Linked DNA regions of Mus musculus: all the other regions are linked to region 5. The links are chromatin contacts, called in public HiChIP or PLAC-seq and promoter capture Hi-C maps. All regions are on one chromosome and are shown on one strand. Each heading gives the region's core, a stretch centred on a gene start, on an enhancer-like site or on the middle of the called end of the contact. The rest is flanking DNA. Distances are from core to core; before and after follow the strand shown. Region 1 holds the start of Srp14 (signal recognition particle 14). Region 2 holds the start of Eif2ak4 (eukaryotic translation initiation factor 2 alpha kinase 4). Region 3 holds the start of Bub1b (BUB1B, mitotic checkpoint serine/threonine kinase). Region 4 holds the start of Bmf (BCL2 modifying factor). Region 5 holds the start of Rmdn3 (regulator of microtubule dynamics 3).

Region 1 (2,700 bases), core at 80-2,579, 680 kb after region 5:
TCTGCCATGTCTCTCTGAATGACGTGAAGATCATTGAAGACGCAAGACCGAGAAGCACTCCAAAACTAACTATGCAAGCCCCCATCACTGTCCATTGAGTCCTATTTATACTCCCTCCAAACATCACGTGTCCTCTAAGGGTCTTGCCTCAGTCTGACTTAGCAAAACTCCATGAGTCTGTATCAGCTGACATCACTCTGCCAATTGGCTGGAGTCCGAGGAAGTGGCAAGAAACTGCAGCATATCACCAGAAGTTTTTGTGTGTGTGTGTGTGTGTGTGTGTGTGTGCATTTCTCTCTATGGGGTCATGACAAACGGAGCTCAGCTACTCAATGTAAGGTGAACCAATGCATGCATGTTGTTATCGAAGAATCCTTCATCTCTCATTCTTTCTAAACATCCTTTTACCTGTGTCTGCTTCAGCGAAATGTTCTTTGATATAACCGATTTACCAAAGAAACCAGAAGTTTCCACTTTAGGCTGGCCTTGAACTCAGAGATCCTCTGCCTGTCTCTGCCTCCTGAGTGCTGAGATTAAAGTCATGGGCCATCATTCTTGTCTGAATTTAAGATTTTTAAACATCTTAAATCCAGATACTCACACTCCACCGATGAGCCACTCCCTCCCCACTCCCCTCTTTCTACCAGGAACAACATCTGAGCCTTCTGTGGCTATGGGCCCTGCTAACGGTGGCAAAGGCCCCGTGTGATCCCCGGCTCCTTCTCCAATCACTTTCACATATTTTCCCACCCTCTGAAGTAGGATAGAAAGAAAAAACTATGGACCCTGGAAACAAAAAAAAAAAAACAAAACAAAAAAAAAAGCACCTTTTTCTGGGGTCTAGCCTGTGCTTCCTGCTGACTTCAGCACTGCCGATGAGATAGATCAACAGTGCCTTCAGAGCAAGTACTCTTTGTCTAAAGATACCTCAAACAAAGATACTGAAACAGCGAACTCTGCTGTTTTAGCTTTCGGCTTTGAGTTTAACTTGGAGCTCCTTGGCCACTTATTCCTAAATGTAAACAATGCATCTATAAAAACACCTCACATCTTCATCTTCATCAGCAAGTTCTGAGAAACCAGATCATTGTGTAAAAAATGGGGAAAGTGAGTCAGTGGACTCTTGGGTGACTTGCATATGTCTATCCAGTCTTTCTTTTGCTCTCATTCCCTCCTACAGCCTACGGTGTAGCTTGACAACGCAGTCCAACCACCGAAAGCAAGCGTCACTCCTCATCCTGGATAGACGCGGGAGGAGGCGCCGAGCGCGCAGGCGCAAGGCAACCCGAGCGAAGCGAGGATTGACGGAAGACGTGCAACTAAAGCGGAAGTCCCGCCCAGCGCGAGCGAGTTTTCCGGCTGTAACCGCTGGAGGCTTCTGCTGACGGCGTCGGACCTGCGGAGCCCAGGATGGTGTTGCTCGAGAGCGAGCAGGTACCGGCGGCCCCGGAGGGCCCGGGACTCGAGCGAGTGGGGTCAGCTCGGGTCGCGGTTCTCCCTTTGCGGGCGGGCCGGGGCCGTGAGGCGGCGGGGCGAGGAGCGGAGGCTGCCTAACGGGGCGTGTTGTGTTGCAGTTCCTGACGGAGCTGACCAGGCTCTTCCAGAAGTGCCGCTCGTCGGGCAGCGTGTTCATCACCCTCAAGAAATGTAAGCAATCTCCGGGGCCGCCTGGGAGGGGACAGCCCGGCCCCCGGCCTGTCCGCACCGGCCACCTCCGGGGCTCGTGGCCGGTGCGGCGCCGGCCACCCACTCACCGTGACAGTGGGGCCCCAAGTGTGTCCGACGCCCGTTGTCAGGCAGCCCGGCCCCCGCTCCGTTAGTGAGGAAGAATATGCCTCGGGGTCCCAGTGTTTATCGAGCGAGTCGTTGCTCCTAGTTTTGGCTGTATCCTGAGTGATGGCGGACCCTTCCTTACGATCATCACTTTGGACCCAGAAGCAACGCCTGTGGTGGTGTTTACCTGGGTGGACTTTTTTTTTTCTTAAACACAGATGACGGTCGCACCAAACCTATCCCGAGGAAGAGTTCTGTGGAGGGCCTCGAGCCCGCAGAAAACAAGTGTCTGTTGAGAGCCACGGATGGGAAAAGGAAGATCAGCACCGTGGTGAGCTGGAGGCCTTTCTTAAGGCTCTGCTTTCTTTTGAGTTGGCCTGGCCGACTCAGAAAAAGTCAGTTTTCTCTCAAGTAGCCAAGGTACAGGAGCAACCTATCTCAGTGCTAGCTAGGGGAACACATTTAAAAAAAATTAAAATAGTGTCTTGCAGTCTACTCAGGCTGACTTTGAACTTGTGATTTAGGAAGCTCACACCAGGCGCTTCAGCCCGTGCTGGTGTCACAGGAGTGTCTCATCAACTGAGACAGATGACAGTGATGGTTTTTGTGAAGTTGGAGATGTGACCCAAGCCAGGGTCTTCATCCCGCTAAGTCATCGCTCTGGGTTGAGCCTCACCCCCACCCCGAGGGAGGAGGGGCATGTCAGGATTAGGTCCGGGTCCCCCTTCCCTGTCATTTTGGCCTGTCACTCCCAGGCTGTTGTGGGATCAGGATCTACTTCTGCTTCTTTTTGGTGGAGGGGGTGGGTTGTTTGGTTGGGATAAGGTCTCGGGTAACTGAGGTTCCTTAGGTCGCCTCTGTCTCCAACGTGGTGGAATCCTAGGTGTGCACCACCTTCACAGTTCCTGTTTTTGTAGGACAAACTAT
Region 2 (2,700 bases), core at 192-2,691, 770 kb after region 5:
GTTAAGTCTTCTTGGTTATAAAGGCCACCGTGAGCTGTAAATTCCTGGGCTAACTGGGATCAGCTGTAAATTCTTAGGATTATCAGTATCATTACCTAAAAGTGGCTGATGGTTTTCCTTCCATTTTCCTGCACCTTGGGAACATAAAACTAAAAAAACTAAAAAAAAAAAAAAAAAAAAAAAAAGCCAGCTGGGTCTCCCTGAGTCCCCTGCACATTCTGTAACACTATTCTGGTGGCCTAGGCCCTACTTCCTGGTTCCCTGGAAACAGAGAAGTTGCCAGATGACCTGTAGGTTATCTTACTATTTACAAGAAGCATGTATAACTGTATGTAAAGTTACAAATAAGGCCTAAAAAAGTAAGCTTCCCGCCGGCAGCAGGGGTTTTGTGCATGTTTTACCCATGACTGTGTTCCTAGCGTCTAAATCATTAAATTAAAAAGTATATTGGTTTAGTGGGAGAATCTTGGCCCTGACAGCTTAAGTAAAGCCTTTTCCTAAAGAAATACTAGATATAGAGAAAAGACAGACATTGTGAGTTAAAGAAGTAAGGCAGATGGAGGAAAGAAGTACTTTCAAACTTCAGGAACATTTTAGTTCGGCAGATACACTATTCAAGGATAGGGAGAGACTGTCACTGCCCTCAGCTTAACTTCCACACAAAAAAGGAAAGTGATGTTTTAAATAGAACTCGGTAAACACTGCATTACAGCGACAATAAACATGTTCTATACCTATTCCTCAAAAGTCTCGGAGGAAGGTACAAAAAGTTCTTCCACACAGGAAACGGGATTTACACAGTGTGACCTGGGAGTTTGTTTGCTGAGAGCACAAGACCTGGACCCACGCCCCCTAAGCATCCCCAGCACAAAGTAGCAATGAGTGACTATGAATGTGCAGTCACAACCCACCTCGAGGCCTGGGGCGAGTCAGTGTGGGGAAGAATGGTTGGAAGGACGAAGGGTGGTTAGGGGACGTCAGTGGGAATAAGAAGCACAGCAGAGAGAGGAGCCCGACCGGGGAAAAAAGAGAATTCAGGCCAGGTGCTGCCTTCTCAAGACCAGTGGCGGCGCAGAGGCAGAAAGTGAGGGTAGTGGAACTGCAATATGAAAAGCCTTTAGGATCTAAGTGGTCGCCCCAGACTGGAGGCGTCTGGCTGGGTTCCTAGACTGGAGAACACCGGGCCAGACCAACCACGTTCCTACCCGTCCGCGCGCATCCGGCCGCAGATCCTGGAAGTCCGAGCCGTAAATGGCCTCCAGGGCCTGCAGCTCGTGGTCCTGTCGCTGCGAATAGCTCTCCTGTGGCTCAGCCCGGCCGCGTCCAGAGGCCCCGCGGCCCCCAGCCATGGCGGCCGGGGCAGGCGCAGCGGCCTAGGCGAGGTAGCGGTGATTCTGGGGTGGGTAGGGGAGCTCCAGCCCGCGCCGTGACCGAACTGAGGGCGGGGCCTCGAGTCGGAGTCGGGTCTGGGGGAGGGGCCTCGAGCTGATGACAGGTCTAGGGGGTGTGGCTCTGCTCTGGGGAGGCGCTTTAAAGACAGGATCTCCAGCGGGAGACGAACCTGGGGGCGGAGTCTCGAGCTGAAGACCGACCTAGGGGCGTGACTCTGAGCAGGTGAGAGGGCCTTGGGCGGAGCCTAGGCCAGGAGGCGGGTCTGAAGGCGGGGTTCTCCGCGGCTGACTCGTTTGGCCCACTCCGGAGAAGGCCAGTGGGCGGGGTTTTGCTCCAACTTCTCATGGCCCAAGACTTCTAATAAAACAAGAGTAGGGGAAAGCTTTGCCTTCTTCCTGAGGGGAGAAATTGAGTCAGGAATTGCCAACACACTTTGGAGAGCCAGTCTCTTAGGTCAAAGTGACAACACATATTAGTTTTCACAAAACAAGTATGTAGCAGAAACAGGCGCTGGAACTCCTTCACCCTGCCTGGCTAGAGAGAGGAAAATTTTAGAGCGCAGTCATGAGTTAAATCGTTTATCTTACCTGACCTTCCCAGAATGAGACTACTGGGAGGAAAAAACCGTAAACCCTGTTTCCCACATTCGTTACCCTTGAATCATTAATTAAATGTCTCATGCATGCTCTCTGGACTCTCTGAAATTCTCTCCTTGCATTTTCAAATCCCACAAAGAGAATTATCCGACCAGTTCATTTAATGTAAATTTGAGCATTCACATTCATGTAAAATGTTGCACCCTACTTTACATACTTAAGGGATGTATTTGTGTCCATATGAGTCAGGGTCTCCCTCTGCAGCATGGTCTGGCCTTGAATTCATAGTAATCTTCCTACTTTATCCTCTCAGCGCTAGGATCATGAGACTGTGCCACCATCCCTATTTGACCATATTTTTTTTTCACGCATATAAGTAACCTATCTATTCAGACATTGCTATTGCTTTGTTGTCTACCTGCTGTAGCTTAATTCAGAAAAAAAATGCACTATCATGCCTCGAGTTAGGTTAGGTGACATGTCTCTGTCAATCTTGTTTGCATCTATCTTGTTCACTTAGTAATGTTGACTTAGGCATCTCACCTTCAGACCACTCTGATCAGACAAGGTAACACAAAGGCCTTTTAGAAACCACCTCCTCCCTCCTTCAGCTGGAGACCTGTTCTGTTTCCAGGGACCCCTGCCTGGATACATGGCAGAACTCAACAAACAGTGAAGATATTTGTTGAGTGCTGCCTTTTTTTTTTTTTTT
Region 3 (2,700 bases), core at 187-2,686, 560 kb after region 5:
AGCACTCAGGAGGCAGAGGCAGGCGGATTTCTGAGTTCGAGGTTAGCCTGGTCTACATAGTGAGTTCCAGGACAGCCGGGGCTATAAGGGGAAACCCTGTCTCGAAAAAAACAAAAAACAAAACAAAACAAAAATGTATTTATTCTCACCCCCCCCCCCCGCCGTGTGTGTGTGTGTGTGTGTGTGTGTGTGTGTGTGTAAGTCAGGCCACAACCTTAGAGTTGTTTCTCTCCTTCCACCATGGGGTTTCGGGGGTGGGGGAGGGGTGACCAAACAGGTCCTCAGTCTTGGTTAGCAATTATCTCTATCCACAGAGCCATCTCACCTGTCCGTGACTAGTTCCTTCTAGTTCAGACCCAAGTGCCATCTCATCAGGGAGGCCTCTGTTCAAATCTCCCTCTGCCCCGACTCCCCCACCCCCAAGCCTCATTGCTGGGTAATGAACTAAGGCCTTATGTACCTTGAACAAGTGCCCTTCCTGAGTTACATGTCCAAACCCTTCTGAAACCACACTAGTTCTACCTCCAATGCCGTCTTCTCTTGCTTTACACTTGTTAATACTGATTCTATCTGATGTTAAACATGTCTTATTGCCCATCCGCGACACACACCCCGATTCATTCCTCCCCAGAACTTAAGCTTCACAAAGGTTGGGATTTTGTGTCTTTTACTGTTCGCCTTCAGTGCTCAAAATGGTAGTCGATAAATTCTCTTCCATGAATGACAGCTTATGACAGCAATTACCCAGTTATTATAAGTTCCATAATTGAAATGCATCTTAAATTCTAACCTAGAAAAACCCTCTATATTTTATGATGAGGAAAAGCTGCAAGTGCTCTGCTCTTCAGATCCCTAAGCTGCTAGCAAAGTGAGAACACTTATTAGTTGAAAGCAGGTACTTTACAAACATCTTGAATCCTCCCAGAACTCCATAAAGCAGCATTAATATCTGCGTGCCCCCACCCCTCCGTAAACATGTTCAAGGTCAAATAAAAACGGCTGAGGTGAGTTTCAGAACCAGATCATATGGCAAATTCCAAACTCTCCCAGTCTTGCCCCCTGGCTGGATGCAGGGCTCCACGCCGTTGGGAAGGGGGTTTGGGGAGACCTGCTCTTGGCCGACCTCCTCGATCCTCCCCTCGCCAGCCGAGCACCCAGCGGCAGCAATTTGCGTCCGGTCCTTACCTCGCCTCCGCCATCCTGCATTCCCAATACTTGCTCTCGCCCTTCCGCAGACCTTTATCCTCCGAGTGCTAACTGAGTCTCCCTCAACCTTCAGCTGGCTCTGGAGCTGCGAAGATCGTCACCCCGTGCTCCTAAACAAAACCACGCACCCGATTCCTTCTCAGAATAGCCTCCTCACGCCCCCATCACGCACGGGCCGCCAAGTTTCAAATTTAACGTCTCTTGACGCAGACGTAGCCTCGCCGCTCCCCGCTCCCGCTCCTCCCAAAGCATTCTGGGGATTGTAGTGTATCCCGGGTTTAAGCACGCGCTGCGCAATGCACAATGGGAGTTGTAGTTTCAGGTTTGAGGTGCAAGGACCAATGGTTGTCCTAGCACTGCAGCGTGCTCAGGCACTTCGAGTTTGCTCTGTGTTTCCTTTCTAAGACAAGCCTTCGAACCCAGGGAGAGACACTTTATTAACAAGAGGTTCTTTGATGGTTTCAGTTTCATAACGTGTCTTTGAGTACATTACTCTTCTGGGTTGCTCCGAACAATTAACTGTGCTACGCCTAGGTCTTGTCTGAGCCCCAGGTCTTAACACCTGTCCAGGGATCCTTAGGCCACTCTCACCCAGCTGTTTCCTGTGGAAAGACTGTGTTCTCGTTTTTCTCTTTTACACAAGACCTGGTTTAGCACTGCACTTCCTTTCCCCAGCAAGCCCTTTGACCTCTACAACTTCTCAACTTTGACCAACTTCCTTTAAATTCTCTTGGAAGTGTACCATTTGTTCTCTCATGCAGCCTACCAGATGTCCTGTAAACTACGATCTAACACAGAATACAAACAGGGTAAGCGCTTTGCCTGTCTCACTGGAGCTAAAGGCTTGGTAATGCAGGCCTATAGTTCAGCTACTCTGGAGACTGAGATGTGAGGACCAAGACTTCAAGACCATCCAGGGCAACTTTACTTCACAATAAAAAGTTTGCTTTTGTTTTTTGTTTGTTTTTGTTTTTCAAAACAAGGGTTCTCTGTGTAGCCTTGGCTATCCTGGAACTCGCTCTGTAGATCAGGCTATAAAAATAACTTTTATTCTCCTGTTGTGATTGTTGTCTGAGGGGCTTACTGCCTCCATCTGCTGACCTAGATCCACTCCTAGAAAATTCTAGCCTCCATAAGATCTAATCTAGGTCAGCCTCTCAATTTTGTTGAATAAGCTCACCCTTTCTTGTTCTTTCTGAAGTCTACCTGGCTGGTTCAACTCAGCTGTTCTGGCTCAAACTCCTCTCCCAGCTGACTGACTCAATCTGGCTTCTCTCCCAGCCCCTGAATTGCTCTGCTTGGCCTCAAACTCACTCTAGCAGTCTTTTCTATTTCCTAATCTTCTGGCTCTTTCTCAATCTCTTGCTCATTCTGTCTTTACCTGTGTCCAGCTTGTTCTCTTTTCAACCTGCCTCCCTCTCCCTCCCGTGCTGCTCTACTCTCCCTCGCAACAATACTGCACTGCTCTCCAGGACTGCTGTATCCTGTACTACA
Region 4 (2,700 bases), core at 7-2,506, 610 kb after region 5:
CCAAGAACTCACACGGCAGTTCATAGCTGTCTGTAACTCTGGTTCCGGATGACACGCTGTCACAAAGACATACATACAGGCGAAACACTAACGCACATAAAATAAAAATTAACAAATTACTTTTAAAAAATACAGACTCCTCAGCCTGGTATTCCAGGGGGCACCTCTGCAATCTGACCTGAATCTACCTGCCCATACCCTCACATCCTAAATCATAGTGAAGATGCCAGAGAGCTTGATGGGGGGGAGGGGGGACGGGGGGGGCGTGCAGCTGATCTTGCTTTCCAGACATGTTAAGTACTTTATTCTAGCTCCCTGACCTCTCTGGGTCAGGACTGTTTTATTTGGTTTTTATTTAGTGAAATATTCCCCATTCTTCAAGGCCCGACTCAAAAATCTTTGCTTATTATCCCTAAAATAGCACCATTCAAGCTGGTTTCCATCATTCACATGTGAAGTATCGGTTCATTGAGGTCAGGCACCAGAAGTCTAGCACTTAGACCAGGACCTGGCACATAGTAGGTGTTCAAAAAAATGTGGAGTCATCCCTAGATTGGCCATAGTACACGAGATGCGTTTTGCTTTCTTAGCAGTCCAAGAACAGCCTTCTGCTGCTGCCATAGATAGGGCTGTCCGAGCTACCCCTTTGATTTCCCCTCTGCTAGAGTCCTTTTTTCAACAGTGATCTTCCACAGTCTAGAAGAGAGGACATGGCCTTTCTTTGCACTTGATGGATCCGAATGTCATTTGGTTCTAGATGCAGACACACGTGTTCTCCTCCAGCTTTCCTCAGACACGCCCAACAGGAAAGAGGGCAGTTTTTTGTTTTGGTTTTTTATTTGTTTTGCTTTTTTTTTATTAGGGACCAGCAGCTCGGTTTTTTTTTTTTTCCGCTATATATTACAAGGCGCGTCTGAAAACTCCCAGTCTCCTCCTGAGCCGGCTTTTTGGAAGTCCTGCAATAACTCAGCCCATTTCCAAGTAGACAAAAGTCACTTAGGCGTCTTGTCCCCCCACTACCTAGTAGAAAACCTAGGGACTCTCTGTCGTTTCTGGGGCTTGCATTAGGAACCGAATCCTCACCCTCTACAGCGCTCCAATTGCGCTTCTGACGGAGGTCAGAAATGCGCCCGGCCCCTTATAATGTTTCCAAGGGAAGGTTTGTACATTGGTGATTGTCCCTGGCAGCTGCCCAGCTTGAGACTTGGACCTCCACTTGCCATTGGTCAGTGGTTGGAGTGACGCAAAGAGGGGCGGGGCCTCATCAGCTGTTTGCGGGATGCCCGGAGCGGGCGTATTTTGGAAACAATACCGCGCGGTGTGCCGTGGCCTCCTCCCGCGCCAGCTCGCGCCTGCAGCAGTCGCTGCCGCAGCCCGCGCCACCGCCTCCCACCGCAGCCCGGTGAGCGCCCGGGCGGCGGGGGGCTAGGCGGAGTTGGATCGTACCTCCTCCGGGAAGTGGGGAGCGGAGTCGCGCAGCGCGTGGGGGCCCGGGGAAGGGTTTGGACTGCGGGCATCTGGGGTGACCACGGGGAGTTGGGGTGCAGGGATGTGGGAACGAGGTGCAGAGCACAAATTTGTGGTTGCTGCTCCAAGAGGGGCTTTCGGGAAGCATTTGGAATTCGGAGTTAAAAGTAGGTGAGCAAATGATCCTGGGGTCCACTGCCAAGCTCCCGGACGCTCTGGCCTCCGGGTGTAACTGTGGGGTGGGGCCGTAAGTTGTGGTGCATTTTGCCTCCCTGCGGAGTCTGAAGGCTCCTCTTCTTAACAGCTGGAGTTTGCCCCCTTCTTCCCAATCGAGTGTGGGCACCAAGCCCCCCGAGTGTTCTTCACCCTGGACCCTGGCGCAGAGCCCTGGCATCACAACTCGGAGGCTGAGACGCTGTCCTGGAGTCACCCAGGTGTGTGTGCGTGTGTGCATGTGCGTGCGCGTGTGTCCTGAGATCTTAGCCACTATTGAGTTCAAGGTATCTGGCTAGTGCTAACTCCTAAGAGGAGGAGTTTATATTGAGCATCCTAGTTGGATCGCCGAAGTTCTGCGATGGCTCCAGCGGACTTTAAGACCTTTGCTAGGAATAAAGCATTCCCTGGCGGTGCTCTCAGGAAGTGCCCTCTTCCTATCAGTCTGGACTTTACCACTTTAGCTCAGGGAAGCTGAGGGTCTCCACTCTTCCCCAGTTTACTTTTGACTTTGCCCAGAGCCCCTCCGAGGTTCACACTAACTGGAGAGCCACCTGCAGTTCTTGTGCAAAGTGGGGGGGGGTCCTCCGCGTTTTCAGAGCCACACCCTCTGGCTGCACCTCCCCCACTGTCCAGTCTAGGCAAGGGTTGAACTTTGGGGCTTTGCTGGGAGGGGGAGGGGAGTGATAGGCTTCAAAAGAAACACCAAGACAATGACTCCTGCTTGTGATTGGCTCTGGAGAGTCCCTACTTTGGTTGGGATAGCCACACTGCAAAGAAGAGGTTGAAGGACAGAAGAAGCACTGCTAGGTGACATCTCTTGGTCCTTTCATCTGGAAACTTTACGCTGGAGTTACCCCTTTCCTATCGGAACAATAGCAGGCATGGAGTCATTCTCCAGGGAAGAGGGCACAGGACTACGGATAGCTCAGGGGTGGGATGGGGTAAGGCTTGAGGGTTGAAGTAAGAACCTCACAGAGCTTGCATTTGGGAAAGTAAGGTTTCTGAACCTAACTGAGA
Region 5 (2,700 bases), core at 19-2,518:
TAAATAAATAAATCTTAGAGAGAGAGAGAGAGAGAGAGAGAGAGAGAGAGAGAGAGAGAGAGTTAGTTCTAAAGCAGCCAGCACCATACAGAAAAACCCCATCTCAACAAACAAACCAACCAACCCAAAACAAAAACTCAAACCAAGAAACAAAAAAGACAGTGGAGGGCTGGAGAGATGGCTCAGTGGTTAAGAGCACTGACTGCTTTTCCAGATGTCCTGAGTTCAATACCCAGCAACCACATGGTGGCTCACCACAACCATCTGTGATGGATTTTGATCCCCTCTTCTGGTGCTGTCTGAAGACATCTAGAGTGTACTCATATACATAAAATAAATAAATAAATCTTTGAAAAAAAAAGAGACAGTGGGATTATCTAAGTCCTCTAAAACCTGTGTCTATCTTAAAATGGTGAGATACTTTATATTATATTCATTTATATATGAATACATTTGGAGGCAGACAAATCTGTAGTCTTGAATTTGGAAGGCCAAAGCAGAAGGCCAGAGACGCCAAAGCTTGGCTTTATGACAAAGACCATATCCCAGCTTTTGGCAGAGTTGGGGTTCAGAAGGCTCACAAGATCGAGGTCTCTCTGTGCTACAGAGCGAATTCAAAGCTAACTTCAGCAACTTGAGGTCTGGTCTCAAAATTTAAAAGTCCCCCCTCCTCAAAATAAAAAAAAAAAAGTTTGATGATGTGGTTCAGTGGCACAGCACTTGCCAGTCTGGGCTATATAGTGATCCCCTGACTTAATAAAGCAGCAACATACAAAGCAAAGATAGCAGAAATGGTATGTATCAGACCCAGTTTCTCTGTGGAGCCCTGGCTGTCCTGAAGCTTGCTCTGTAGACTATACAGTCCTGATTAGATTCGAACTCGCAATGATCCTCCTGGTCCAGGGGCCCTGGCTTGAAGAGGATTTTTGAAAACTTGTAGGAGTCCCAGCGATGTAGGGACATCTTATCGATAACCAACAACTTACTCCAATTTCATCTAGCAGTGGCGCTGTTGTTTGGGGTTTGACTGGAAAAATCGGTAAACGACTCAGCTGAAAATAAAGCCAGTGTTAAGAAGAGGTGGGGGTGGTGGCATCTTCCAGGTATAAGCAGCGTGAGATTTGCGGAGCACATTCTGGCCGTAGCACCGGGTAAAGTCCACCCAGAGGCTCGGACACTAGACAGCCCAACCCACCTTCGCGGCCCCGGTAACCGCACAGCGTCCATTCGCCGATGTAGCCCCGCCCACAGAACCCGGGTGGGAGGCAGAGCCTCGTGCGTCATCTCCACGCGCGTCTCACCGTGCGCGGAGCAGGTGGCGCGGATTAAGGACGTCAAAATCATTGACAGAGTGAAAGCGCGGTGCCTGCTGCTGCCATGGTGGCTGGTGGCTGGGTAAGGGTCTGAGTTGGTCTCCTGCGGGCCCAGCGTGGCTTCGGGGGGCGCCGGAAGGCCGAGAGTGTGCAGCCGGCTGCGAGGTTGTCACGTACAGGGTGTTGGGAGGCCAGGGGCGCGGAAGCCGGACTGCACTGGGCAGGGGCGCGTTGGACCGGCGCTGCTGCCTCTTGGCAGGGCGTCCGTCTGCGCCGGGGGCTGCGGCACCCGCGGGCTGGACCTGGGTGAGCCGGGGGCTGCGGCACCGTCCGGCCGGACCTGGGTGAGGCCGTGGCTAACGGGTTCTGCCTCGGGGGTGGAGGGCCGGCCTCATGACTCTCTCTCGGTTCGCTCCTGTTTCTTACGCGGGCTGCAGGTACACTATGTCTAGACTGGGGGCCCTGGGCGGCTCCCGCGCCGGGTTGGGACTGTTACTTGGTACTGCCGCCGGCCTTGGATTCCTGTGCGTCCTTTACAGCCAGCGATGGAAACGGACCCAGCGCCATGGCCGGAGTCACAGTCTGCCCAACTCCCTGGACTATGCGCAGGCTTCAGAGCGTGGACGCCAGGGTAAGAGCACAGGTCATAACTTACTGATGGCACTGGGGCTCGGGCTGTCTTTCGCAGAGCAGGATGGCGGGGCAGTGGAAAGGCTGAGTTTCACAGTTTTAGGAAAAACTCACCAAAAAGGAAAGCTGTGCCCTTTCCTCCGATTCCAGGAAAGCTTGGTGCAGGACTGTAGCTTTCACTTTTAGTTCTGGTCGCGCCCATGAATGTGTACGGAGGGCATTTGAGAAGTGCTGGGTGAGGGGTGTGTTTGACAGAGGAAGAGTCTGAAAGAAGGAAAAAGAAATAATCTCATTGGAATTAAAAGTTCTGGTGGCGTGAATATATGTATCCAGATATGAAGTCGTGTTTGGAGAGTAATCCAAGTTTGAAAAATCCCTTTTATGAAGAAAGATTCATAGGGATTGTGTAACTTTCTCGAGGTTGTTACAGAGTAAGAGGTAAAGCTGGACCCAGTCGTCTGGTCCAGTGGACTTTCCACAGCACAGGCTGAGAGCACATTCATGCAACTCAAGCCAAATGGTTGAAAGCCAGCAGTGACAGATGAAATGGATTTCGTTTTGTAAAAAGTCTTCAGGTTAAGTCATTTAAGCAGAGCAGCTGGGGCTTTGAATCGCTCCCCTTATTTGGGTGACAGAGGCTCGTGTAGCCCCCCTCGTTCCGTGCTGATTGGAAATGTTTTCTGTGACCACTGCACTCATATATCTTCTGATTCAGTGCTAACTGGGAATGTGAGTTCTGCAAGAGTGTCTGCGCACT

What was found. Promoter capture Hi-C pulls out the DNA fragments that hold promoters and counts their contacts. HiChIP or PLAC-seq counts read pairs in DNA pulled down with a chosen protein or histone mark.
Region 1: a contact with region 5 is called in an HNF4G HiChIP or PLAC-seq map of pancreatic cancer cells. The contact joins the promoter of Srp14 here to the promoter of Rmdn3 in region 5. A contact is called at or near these places in 3 of 39 promoter capture datasets (3T3-L1-derived adipocytes, liver and pre-B cells), 1 of 115 datasets of contacts at active chromatin or transcription factors (pancreatic cancer cells) and 1 of 9 other capture datasets (liver).
Region 2: a contact with region 5 is called in a promoter capture Hi-C map of pre-B cells, with 4 times the contacts expected there. The contact joins the promoter of Eif2ak4 here to the promoter of Rmdn3 in region 5. A contact is called at or near these places in 6 of 39 promoter capture datasets (the 3T3-L1 cell line, 3T3-L1-derived adipocytes, hippocampal neurons and 2 more).
Region 3: a promoter capture Hi-C map of pre-B cells shows a contact between it and region 5, with 6 times the contacts expected there. The contact joins the promoter of Bub1b here to the promoter of Rmdn3 in region 5. A contact is called at or near these places in 10 of 39 promoter capture datasets (the 3T3-L1 cell line, 3T3-L1-derived adipocytes, the C10 cell line and 6 more).
Region 4: a contact with region 5 is called in a promoter capture Hi-C map of pre-B cells, with 2.6 times the contacts expected there. The contact joins the promoter of Bmf here to the promoter of Rmdn3 in region 5. A contact is called at or near these places in 1 of 39 promoter capture datasets (pre-B cells), 1 of 484 Hi-C or Micro-C datasets (B cells) and 1 of 9 other capture datasets (adipose tissue).

Annotation. Positions count from the first base shown.
Region 1 is chr2:118,478,325-118,481,024 of GRCm38.p6, reverse strand. It overlaps Srp14 (signal recognition particle 14), which reads left to right and starts at 1,329. Exons shown (of 5, transcript NM_009273.4): 1 at 1,329-1,434; 2 at 1,575-1,647; 3 at 1,992-2,104. The coding sequence starts at 1,411.
Region 2 is chr2:118,387,358-118,390,057 of GRCm38.p6, reverse strand. It overlaps Eif2ak4 (eukaryotic translation initiation factor 2 alpha kinase 4), which reads right to left and starts at 1,441. Exons shown (of 39, transcript NM_013719.3): 1 at 1,206-1,441. The coding sequence starts at 1,349.
Region 3 is chr2:118,596,947-118,599,646 of GRCm38.p6, reverse strand. It overlaps Bub1b (BUB1B, mitotic checkpoint serine/threonine kinase), which reads right to left and starts at 1,436. Exons shown (of 23, transcript NM_009773.3): 1 at 1,186-1,436. The coding sequence starts at 1,199.
Region 4 is chr2:118,548,242-118,550,941 of GRCm38.p6, reverse strand. It overlaps Bmf (BCL2 modifying factor), which reads left to right and starts at 1,256. Exons shown (of 5, transcript NM_138313.4): 1 at 1,256-1,402; 2 at 1,772-1,901. The coding sequence starts at 1,280.
Region 5 is chr2:119,155,602-119,158,301 of GRCm38.p6, reverse strand. Rmdn3 (regulator of microtubule dynamics 3) reads left to right here and starts at 1,268. Exons shown (of 13, transcript NM_001033136.3): 1 at 1,268-1,395; 2 at 1,751-1,944. The coding sequence starts at 1,758.